Regions from separate parts of the Mus musculus genome. Here region 2 is linked to region 1. A link is a contact called in public HiCAR-type data. All regions are on one chromosome and are shown on one strand. Each heading gives the region's core, a stretch centred on a gene start, on an enhancer-like site or on the middle of the called end of the contact. The rest is flanking DNA. Distances are from core to core; before and after follow the strand shown. Region 1 overlaps Mical2 (microtubule associated monooxygenase, calponin and LIM domain containing 2). Region 2 overlaps Tead1 (TEA domain family member 1).

The links. HiCAR-type assays count read pairs that join an accessible place to other places.
Region 2: a contact with region 1 is called in a HiCAR-type map of astrocytes, with 2.6 times the contacts expected there. The contact joins two enhancer-like sites. A contact is called at or near these places in 2 of 115 datasets of contacts at active chromatin or transcription factors (astrocytes and embryonic basal ganglia).

Annotation. Positions count from the first base shown.
Region 1 is chr7:112,334,307-112,338,656 of GRCm38.p6, forward strand. It overlaps Mical2 (microtubule associated monooxygenase, calponin and LIM domain containing 2), which reads left to right. Exons shown (of 26, transcript NM_001193305.1): 19 at 632-850; 20 at 1,023-1,124; 21 at 2,543-2,668. Among named protein-coding and RNA genes, the nearest start is that of Micalcl, 38 kb to the right of the region's middle. Within about 2 kb of position 2,220, at least 61 of the 459 cell types and tissues checked have an H3K27ac peak or open chromatin away from gene starts, as enhancers often do. A contact at or near this core is called in astrocytes, where this site is marked.
Region 2 is chr7:112,881,206-112,885,806 of GRCm38.p6, forward strand. The region is part of intron 10 of Tead1 (TEA domain family member 1); the gene reads left to right. Among named protein-coding and RNA genes, the nearest start is that of Rassf10, 70 kb to the right of the region's middle. Within about 2 kb of position 2,881, at least 111 of the 459 cell types and tissues checked have an H3K27ac peak or open chromatin away from gene starts, as enhancers often do. A contact at or near this core is called in astrocytes, where this site is marked.

The DNA of each region.
Region 1 (4,350 bases), core at 970-3,469:
ATAGTGGAGTTGAATCAGGGAGGCCTCATGGGTACATCCACTGAAGAGCTGAGGCTGAGGCATGGTGAAAGCCTTTCCGGATGTCTGAGCAGCCAGAGCCTACGTGAAGAAACTGTGGCTTATCCCATCTCTGGCTTTGGAATCTGGTCGGAGTCAGGATGAGGACCCACGCATCCCAGGGTCACCTGGTCAGCACTGGGTCTGGTGTGTTGCTCTCATAGCAGAGGAGGACAGCAGTCAGTGAGGACTAATGCAGCAATGATGTCTCTGTGTGCTTGCCAGTCCTCTGAGGGTGAGAAATGCTCATGCATACTTAGATCAATCACAGTCTCTACAGGGATGGGCCAGGCCTTCCTTAGCATCCTAGACAGTCTCAGAATACAGATACTCATGGGAACTGAAGTTATAGAGGTTTGTCTGGGGTAAGGGCTCTTAGGCCCAGGACTGAGTACTGCTGATCAGGGTGCTGGAGATACCAACACAAGTGTAGAAGTTCCTCCTCCACTCAGGCTACTCTGTGACCTTTCTCAAGGTGGCACCTGCTGCCATGCCCTCTGTCTCTGTCTCATGTGGTTCCTCATGGAGGTGGGGTCTATACAGGGAAAGAAGCTGACTTCCCCCTCTCTCTCAGTTCTCCTCCACGGTGGCAACAGGACAGGTGCTCAGAGAACTCAACCAAGTACCGGCTAGTGGCGAGTGCCCCAGCAGACCCTGGAGAGCCAGGGCCAAGTCAGACCTGCAACTGGGTGGGGTTGAAAATCTCGCTACCCTGCCTCGCACCTGCCAAGGGGCACTGGCCCTGTCCGGGGTGCTGCGGCGCCTACAGCAAGTAGAAGAAAAGGTGCTTCAGGTGACCGTCCTCTCTGCCTGCCTGTGTCCATGTCCCATCCCACCTGCTCCTCAGCCGGGTCCCTCCCTTCTGTGTGTGAGGAGACAAACCTGGCTCACTCCTTCCCCTCTCCCTTGGTGGCAACCGTCATGGCCACTGTCTCTATCCTTCTCCTTTCTCACCTTGACTGCAGAAGAGGGCCCAGAACTTGGCTAACAGGGAATTTCACACAAAGAACATTAAAGAGAAGGCAGCTCACCTGGCCTCCATGTTTGGACACGGGGATTTACCACAGGTAAACCAGGGGCTTTCGGAGTCTTCGGGAACCAGGGCTGAGTGTCTAGCCGACCTGGACCAGCCCTAGAAGCTTTTCTGTAGTATAAGAAGAAATTCACTCTTTAAGCCATTGATAAATTTGAGCTTGTGCCTTAGAGACCCAAATGCACAGGTTTTAGAAGGTAGACACATTATGACAAAGGAAAATGGAGACAGAAAAATAAACTCAAGTCAAAAGCATGCCCCATTGAGATCTTAGTAGGTCTGACTGTGGTGACACATGCCTTTAATCCCAGCACTCAGGAGGCAGAGGCAGGTGAATCCCTGTGAGCTTGTGGCCAGCCTGGTCTTTACAGTGAGGTCCAGGTCAGCCAGAGCTACATAGTGAAACCTTGAGTCTAAACAAAGTAACGTTAAATCAAAGGGAACAACCTTAGTCAAGGGTATCTAGTCTTTTGACTTTGGGATGTGACACTGTCATGCATGGATATGCTTGGTCATGTTTGTAGTTATCCTGGGATGCATGTGGCTTGTGGATACATGCGTGCTTAGCTAATTTCTAAGTAGACTGTGAGCCTCCTGAGAGTCACTGCAAGCAGGGACTGCTGGTCAATTGCAAGGCTCTGGGTGCCTTAAAGGTGAAAGCGAGCCAAATTCTTGTGCCCTTACACCCCACCCCTCCCAGTCAGGGAGGCACCGATTGGTGAGCCAAAGCTATGCCTCAACCTCAGCTCTCAAAACAGCAATACTAAGCTGATGCCAGAAAGCTTGCCTTAGCCTGAGAAGTACAGCTTCCTCCAGACCACCTACTTACTCAGAGACTGGTAGAAAAAGAAGGTGTTTGCATAGCAGGAACTGAAAGAGTAGTAGTGAAGCCCTGGAGGTGGGAGTGGGAGTATACTTGCGAAATCCTCCTTCTTCTTCAGCAAGCTGTCTCTAGGACACATCTCTGCTAGCTTCACCCAGCCTCCTCTTGTGTCTCCAGCTGTCGCTGGAGTCATGCACAGAGGGATGCTCTGCACTGAGTTCATTGCCAGGGCTCTAGCAGCCTCCTGGAGGCCAGCGAATATGTGCCTACAGCTGCAGAAGCCCCAGCTATGGCAGTCTGCCCCGGCTGGCGCGGGCTTCTCCCCTCCTAAGCCTGCAGCTGCTCCCTCATACCAAACTCTATGAGGGCTTCTCATAAGCATTGCAGTCTGGGGCAGCTCTAGGCAGGAGCAGAATGGGTCTCCTCGGGGGTTCTTCAGGGAGCTGAAACTAAAGCACAGTATAGTCCAGCCAGGAGCTACATAATCCCACTTGGCTCCAAAGACACACTTCTGTGTCATCCTGAGACACGGGCCTCAGTGTCTGCTCCTCCATGGGTATGTCTAAAGTGCGACTGCTACGCCTGCCGCAGCTATAATCCTATCTTTATTCTGTCTCCGTTCCGTTCAGGATAAGCTCCTATCTAAACGCGTGCCTCACGCTCATCCTCCATCTCCTCCCTCTTGCCTTCCGTCTCCTCATCCAGCTGCTGCTTCCTCTCCACCCGCTGCCGACTCTGTTTCTCCTGCCAGAAAGGTAGTGGCACTGAATCATCGCCTCCCCCCACCCCTGCATGTTCTGAGTTGTTCTCGGGCTCCATCTGGCCGGCACAGCCAAACATCTGGAGCCAGGCTTGGCTGGGATGGGAGTTTGTTAGATATTGTACAAAAGCCCTAGATCCCATTTGGGTTTTGTGTTAGCGCATACATGTAGCAGAACAGCTCCAGCCTGCACTGTGAGCGTCTCTCTCACACATAAAACATTCATCATGGACCCAGATGCCTGGCCCTGCCCAGGCACTGAGAAATTAAAGAGAAGCTTTGGACCCATTGCTATCATCTGAACAGAGACACCACCCCCATCATAATAATAATCACACGTTTAATATGTGGAGCTGCTGATATGTGGCGTGCCTGACCTAAGCAAATGACAATTTGACCCAGTGAGCTTAATACGGTACTATTCATGAACTGTGTTAGATGTAGGTTATAGAAACAGAAGGAAGCCCGGGAAGAGTTGGGAGGCAATGATAGGAGACCTGTGTGGAAGGTTCCACGGGAACAGTTTTCTAGACAGAGGTGTGGGGCTAGGGTGTGTTAGGAAGTGGTCAGTGTATGTAAAGGTGAGCAGACATGGCTGACAGGGCAGAAATGAGAGGGCAGAATGTCTGATATCACCAGCTTTGGGGTGTGACACTGTGGTGTGGTCACCGCAGTGTGTGAGGACGTGCAGAGGGTCTCACACGGCCCTGACAGCATGTTCTTGAGTTTCATCCTCTGACTAGGCTACAGCGAGCTCCTGAAAGATCCACCCTATATTCTTGAAGGATGATTTGGGTAGCAGTACAGAAGCTAGCTAGCTCAGAGGGAGCGAGGTAGGGAGCCAGCCCTGACTCAGTGGAGAGTCAACTGTTCTATGAACAAGAGTTAGCTTGGATCGAGGGCACATGTTTAACCTCCAGGATGAGCCAAACTGTTCCGCTGAGCTCACAGTCTGCTGTTGGCCTGTCTCCTGCAGAGGTCAGCATACAGGGCTGAACGCTCCCTGTCTGAAGGTCCCTGACTCCCAGTTTGCTTCTGTGTTCCTGAGCTGGTGTACCTCCAGCTTCGTGCTGTTCTCTTAGCAAAAAAAAAAAAAAAAAAAACCCTCCAAGTTGTCCCTCATTTTGTTATGTTCCCATTGGCACCCTGAGCATCTGTAGGGAGATATTCGTAAAAAGAATCTCCAAAGAAAGATGAAATCTTATTACGTGGCCCCCTCCAGGTTGTTCCCCATGGGCATAAAGTTCCCCCAAAGATCAGGAGGAGGTGACACAGACCCTCCTGATTCCCAGTGTTACTGAAAAACAGGCATGGTCACGGTATAAACACAGCTGCATCCTGAGCATCAGTGTCAGCGTCAGCACATCCGTCAGCTGTTTGCCTTTAAGCCCCCTGGCCCATCAGAGCCTCTGCTCTCCCCACTCCCAGTGTAAAGGGGGATCCTGGCTCACATCGTGGTGAGCTATGTGGGTGGAGATGGGCATATTTGCCAGCACCATCAGCAAGGTCTCAGGATAGACTTTCTATCCAGGGAGCTGCTTCCCGCCATGGGAAACATCGCCTCCACTTTTGATCTTGATGGAATCATGGGGTGAAGGCATTGACCATGGGCCAGGCAGTGGCTCCATTAGTCAGCCAGAGCCACCTTGAGTCTCACTGCCTAGCCCCTCTTCTGCT
Region 2 (4,601 bases), core at 1,631-4,130, 550 kb after region 1:
CTGCTGCTCTTACAGAGGACTAGGGCTCATATTTCTGCACCTGCATCAGGTGGCTCACAACCTTCTATAACTCCAGCTCTAGAGGATCTGACACCCCATTCTGGCCTATGAGTGTACATGTGCATGCACACACATATACTAAAAGAAATCTGCATGCATGTGTATAAACACACATAAAAGTAAAATCTTTTTCCTTTTGAGAGGTAGGTGTCACCTGGCTGGCTGGCCTCAAACTCACTATGTAGACCAGGCTGCCCATGAACACACAGAAAGCCCCCTGAGTCTGTCTCTTAGTCTTAGGATTAAAGGCATGAGCCACCATGCCCAGTCCAAAATACAATAAATCTTTATAAAACTTGTAGATGTATAATTATGTATCTTCTTGCCAGGCATAAAAAATTCCAATGTCCATTTAATAAGTTGTTTTCCTTCCACATCATTGTAAATAGTTACATCTTAGGAACTAAGATATGTATTACCCTATTTCCTTTTTTTTTTAAAGATTCATTTATTTTTATTTTATGTGCATTGGTGTTTTGCCTGTAGATATGTCTGTGTGGGGTGTTCCAGGTCCTTGAAATTGGAGTTATAGATAGTTGTGAGCTGCCACGTGGGTGCTGGAAGTTCAAACAAGATCCTCTATTCTCCAGCCCCTTTACTATATTTTTAAATAATGCTTTTTTCACTATAAATAACAATATGTTCATGCTCACTTAATTTTACATAATTAATTATCATGTAACCTTGACTGCCCTAGAACTCACTATGTAGATTAGTCTAGCCTTGAACTCATGAAGATCTATCTGCCTTCTTCTGCCTCCCAAATGCTGGGATTAAAGCTATATAACACCATGCCTGCATAACCACTTTTTAAAGGAATTTAAAAAGTGAGGTTAATTTGGGAACCATACAGATGTCAGAGAATTCTGTGAACCTGAGAAAAGGTGAGTCAGTTATCTGACCTGTAGAAGCCACATAGAATCTCTTCCTTTGGGAGTTGCCTAGAGCACGCTGGGAGAATCCCTCTGCCAGCTGCTGGCCAGTCCTCAACTGCGTTCTCTCCTGGATCATTGGGCTGTGTTTGCTAGCAAAACTGAGGACAGGGTGCAGCCATTCCTGTGTGTGTTTAAACATTATCACTGTCTTAGGAGAGCTGCCACTGAACAGAGGGACAGACAGGGACAGACAGAGGGGCAATGTCCTTCCCACACTTGTTTTGTTTTTTGTTCTTGTTTGTAGTTCCATTAAAACCGAGTTGACACCCTTAGTCACAAAGGAACCCTCTAGTCTGTTGGATGCTCAATCAAGATCCATTATCACCACTCTGTCTCACATTTAAAAGTAGGGGGCTAGAGAGAAGGCGGCTTGGAGCGTAGCAGTTGAAAGCATGAACTGCTTCTCCAGAGAACCAGAGTTCAGATCCCAACACCCAGTCGGTGACTCAGCACCACCCGTAGCTCCAGCTCCCACAGATCAAACACCCCTGGCTTCCCTGTACACCTGCACTCATGTACGCAGTCGTGCATGCACACAGTCAGGAAAAGAATAAAAATTATAATCTTTTGAAAGTAATACAAGTTAGTTACAAGTAATTCAAGAAGATAAAAGAATACGATATAAAATGTGAGACAGACTCTAGGCCCAGTTACCTGTCAACCCAGTCTGAGGGTTGTACATGGATGGATACAGTATTTGTATACAATTAGGACATTTTCTTACAGCAGTCAGCATTTGAGGATATGTCTTAGTTTTTGTTCTTTTTAGTAAAGATGACTCATTAGCATTAGTAGAATTATTGGGGGAGTAACTAACACTGAGGCCTTCCCATTTAAATTTAAATCCCAGAGCTAGTGTCTATGAGATCACTGGAACGCTTGTGTACCAAAGTACTGGTGATGTGTATCTGCCATGCAGGTTTCACTGGGTAACCTATAGCTTATTCACGTACAGCTGTTATTTCACTGTGTGTGATTGGTTGCCTGGTGGTTGTTGCTTATTTAAGAGGGACATTTCATGGATGGAATGTCCCTCTTAAATAAGCAACAACCTGGGAAAGTGGCAGCATTCTTTGTACACTGATGAACTAGGTAAGGTCAGGCCACCTCCGCTGGACGCCCAGGACTTCATTACCTGGCTCAGTTGGAAAGCAAGCAGTCTGAACAGAGACTTAGTTGGTAGGGCTAAGACCTTGAGTCTATGACAGTTCCAGCCTGAAGCCTACAGTGGGTCCTTACCTGGAGTTGTGTGGGTAATATTAATTGCATTTTTGTAAATGAATACTTGCATTGGTGGGAAATTTGCAATGCAAACAGACAGCCTTTTCAGACGAGGCTTATTGTAATTAGAGCAAGCTTTTAAGATTCTTTGAAGTACTGAATGTTTATGAAATTCAAATGGGGGTGTGCAGTCTGCACAATAAAGGGTCCCGGTGGTGTTTTTAAAAATCGTCTATTTTGTGGATGTAAATATATGCCATAATTAGTGGGAAGTAAGTTGAAGAGCTAGGCTGGCTGAGTTTATTCCTGTTATTCTTATTTAAAACAGCTGTGGCCTCTGCTTCAGTGGTGTTGTGTCAGGGCACACAGACTCCAGTGAATGGCTGCACTCAGGGGCCCACTTCCCTGCTGGCAGCCCCTTCCTTCCCTGTCCCCATAGGCAGGCTGTCTAACTGGAGCGGTGTCCAGCACAACGCAGGCCTCCCCTGCCCAGACCCCTGAATCCTGTGGGGTGGGCATGCAAATGAAGCAGTGTGGGAGGGCTCTGGGGCTGCCAGCTCTCTCCAAACCTACCCCCTCGCTCCCTAGTTAAGCTCAGTCTCTCAGGGCCCCTTTGCCCTGTGCAGAGCAATTGTCCTTTGGCGCCTGTGGGAGCAGCTGCAAAGCCCGCAAGGCGTGCCCTGCCTGGCCTAGCCTCACCATGTGGCAGGCCTGGACAGCCGCCCACAGCAAGGCCCAGCTCCTGGTGCCGCCTGCCAAGCAGCCAGATGCTGCCATTGGGAAAAAATTGCTTCACAATTTGAAATCTTGGTCCTTTGATCATGGCTCAGAGAGGATGCAGAGGGGAGATTCAAAGTGGTGGTTTGAAAACGGCCCATCCATCAGTTCCCATTACACTGGCTCTTGTCAAGGACAGTCCTGGATGGTTTTCATTTCTATAACCTCATAATTCCTGCCCAGCCCTCTGCACACTCAAAAATGAAGGGAGATAAGTTGGAAGGGTATGTCCACAGGCTGCCCCTGCCCCTTTATGTCTTTACCTTAGGGGTTCTCTCCTTACTCACCCAGCAAGCTTTGCCTTGTTAGCCTGTGACACCGCCAAGTGTCCTTTCTATGTGGGCTGTCAGCTCCCTTGTAGCCAGTTCTCCAGAGGCCACAGGGTTTGCAGGGACAGTTTCTCTGTCCTTGGCCCTTTGCCCTGTCCCCTCTTCAGGGTCTGGATCCCACACACCTAGACCAGGCTTCATTTTAAAGATTTTTTTTTTCTCCCTACCCAAGACAGGGTTTCTCAGTGTAACAGTCTGACTGTCCTGGAACTCTCTTTGTAAACCAGGCTGGCCTTGAACTCACAGAGATCCACTTGCCTCTGCCTCCCAGGAGCTGGGATTAAAGGCATGGACTACCACACTGGACTGATAATTGCATTTTTCATGTTTGCCCCAAAGCACAGGTCTCCCCCCCAACCCCTAATCCATGAAATTGAACAGTGAACCATAGCTTTGAATAAATAGGTATATTGAATAAGAGGACAATGAGGAGAAGCCATGCCTTAAGTGTCTCATGTAGCAAAGGCTGGCTTTGAACTCCTGATCCTCTTGCTTTTGCATCCCATGTGTAGATTATAGGCATGTGCCAACATTCCTGGTTTATGAAGGCAAAAGACTAAACCTAAATCCTCATGCATAGTAGTCGAGCACTCTCCCGACTGGGTTACATCCCCAGCCCCAGCGGTATATTTTTGTTGGTATATTTTTGTTTGTTTGACCTGCCTTTGACACCTGCCTCTGCCCCTACCCTGCTTTCCAGAACTTGCCTACAAACAGATCTTGGAGCCTTTAATCCACTCAGCGTGTTAGTAACTTCTTTTTTGTTGGTTTCTGGAGGAAATTCCATAATGTGTCTCTGCTCATGACTTGTGGAGAGTGGTGGGTTTGTATCTGTCTGAGTAGTTACACCTTATATGCCAGATGTGTCATGGAACTCACAAACCAGGGAAGCATCCTGCTTTGTTTACCTGGGAAAAAGCCAGCCTGCTATTTGCACCCATGTGGACTGAATTGATGGCCATCATCATGTTTATTGATTGTACTGGGGAAGGTGTCTGTAGATAGGACTTGAGGCTCTGTCCTGGTCAGTGTTTTGGTTGTGGAGTTAAAAGAAGTAGTGGCCGGTGCTTCATCAATACAGCAGCTTGCAGCTTGCAGCTTGCATGTGCATTGCTGTGCTCCAGTCCCCACTGCTCCACAGCAGTTGTTCATGTCACTCTCTCTGGTAAAGATGAGACATGCGAGGTCTCGCTGCCCGTGCCATTGTTCTGATGACAGAGACGAGGCAGTGACAGGTGAAGTGGCTCCTGGAATATCTGGACTAGATAGAAGAGAATCT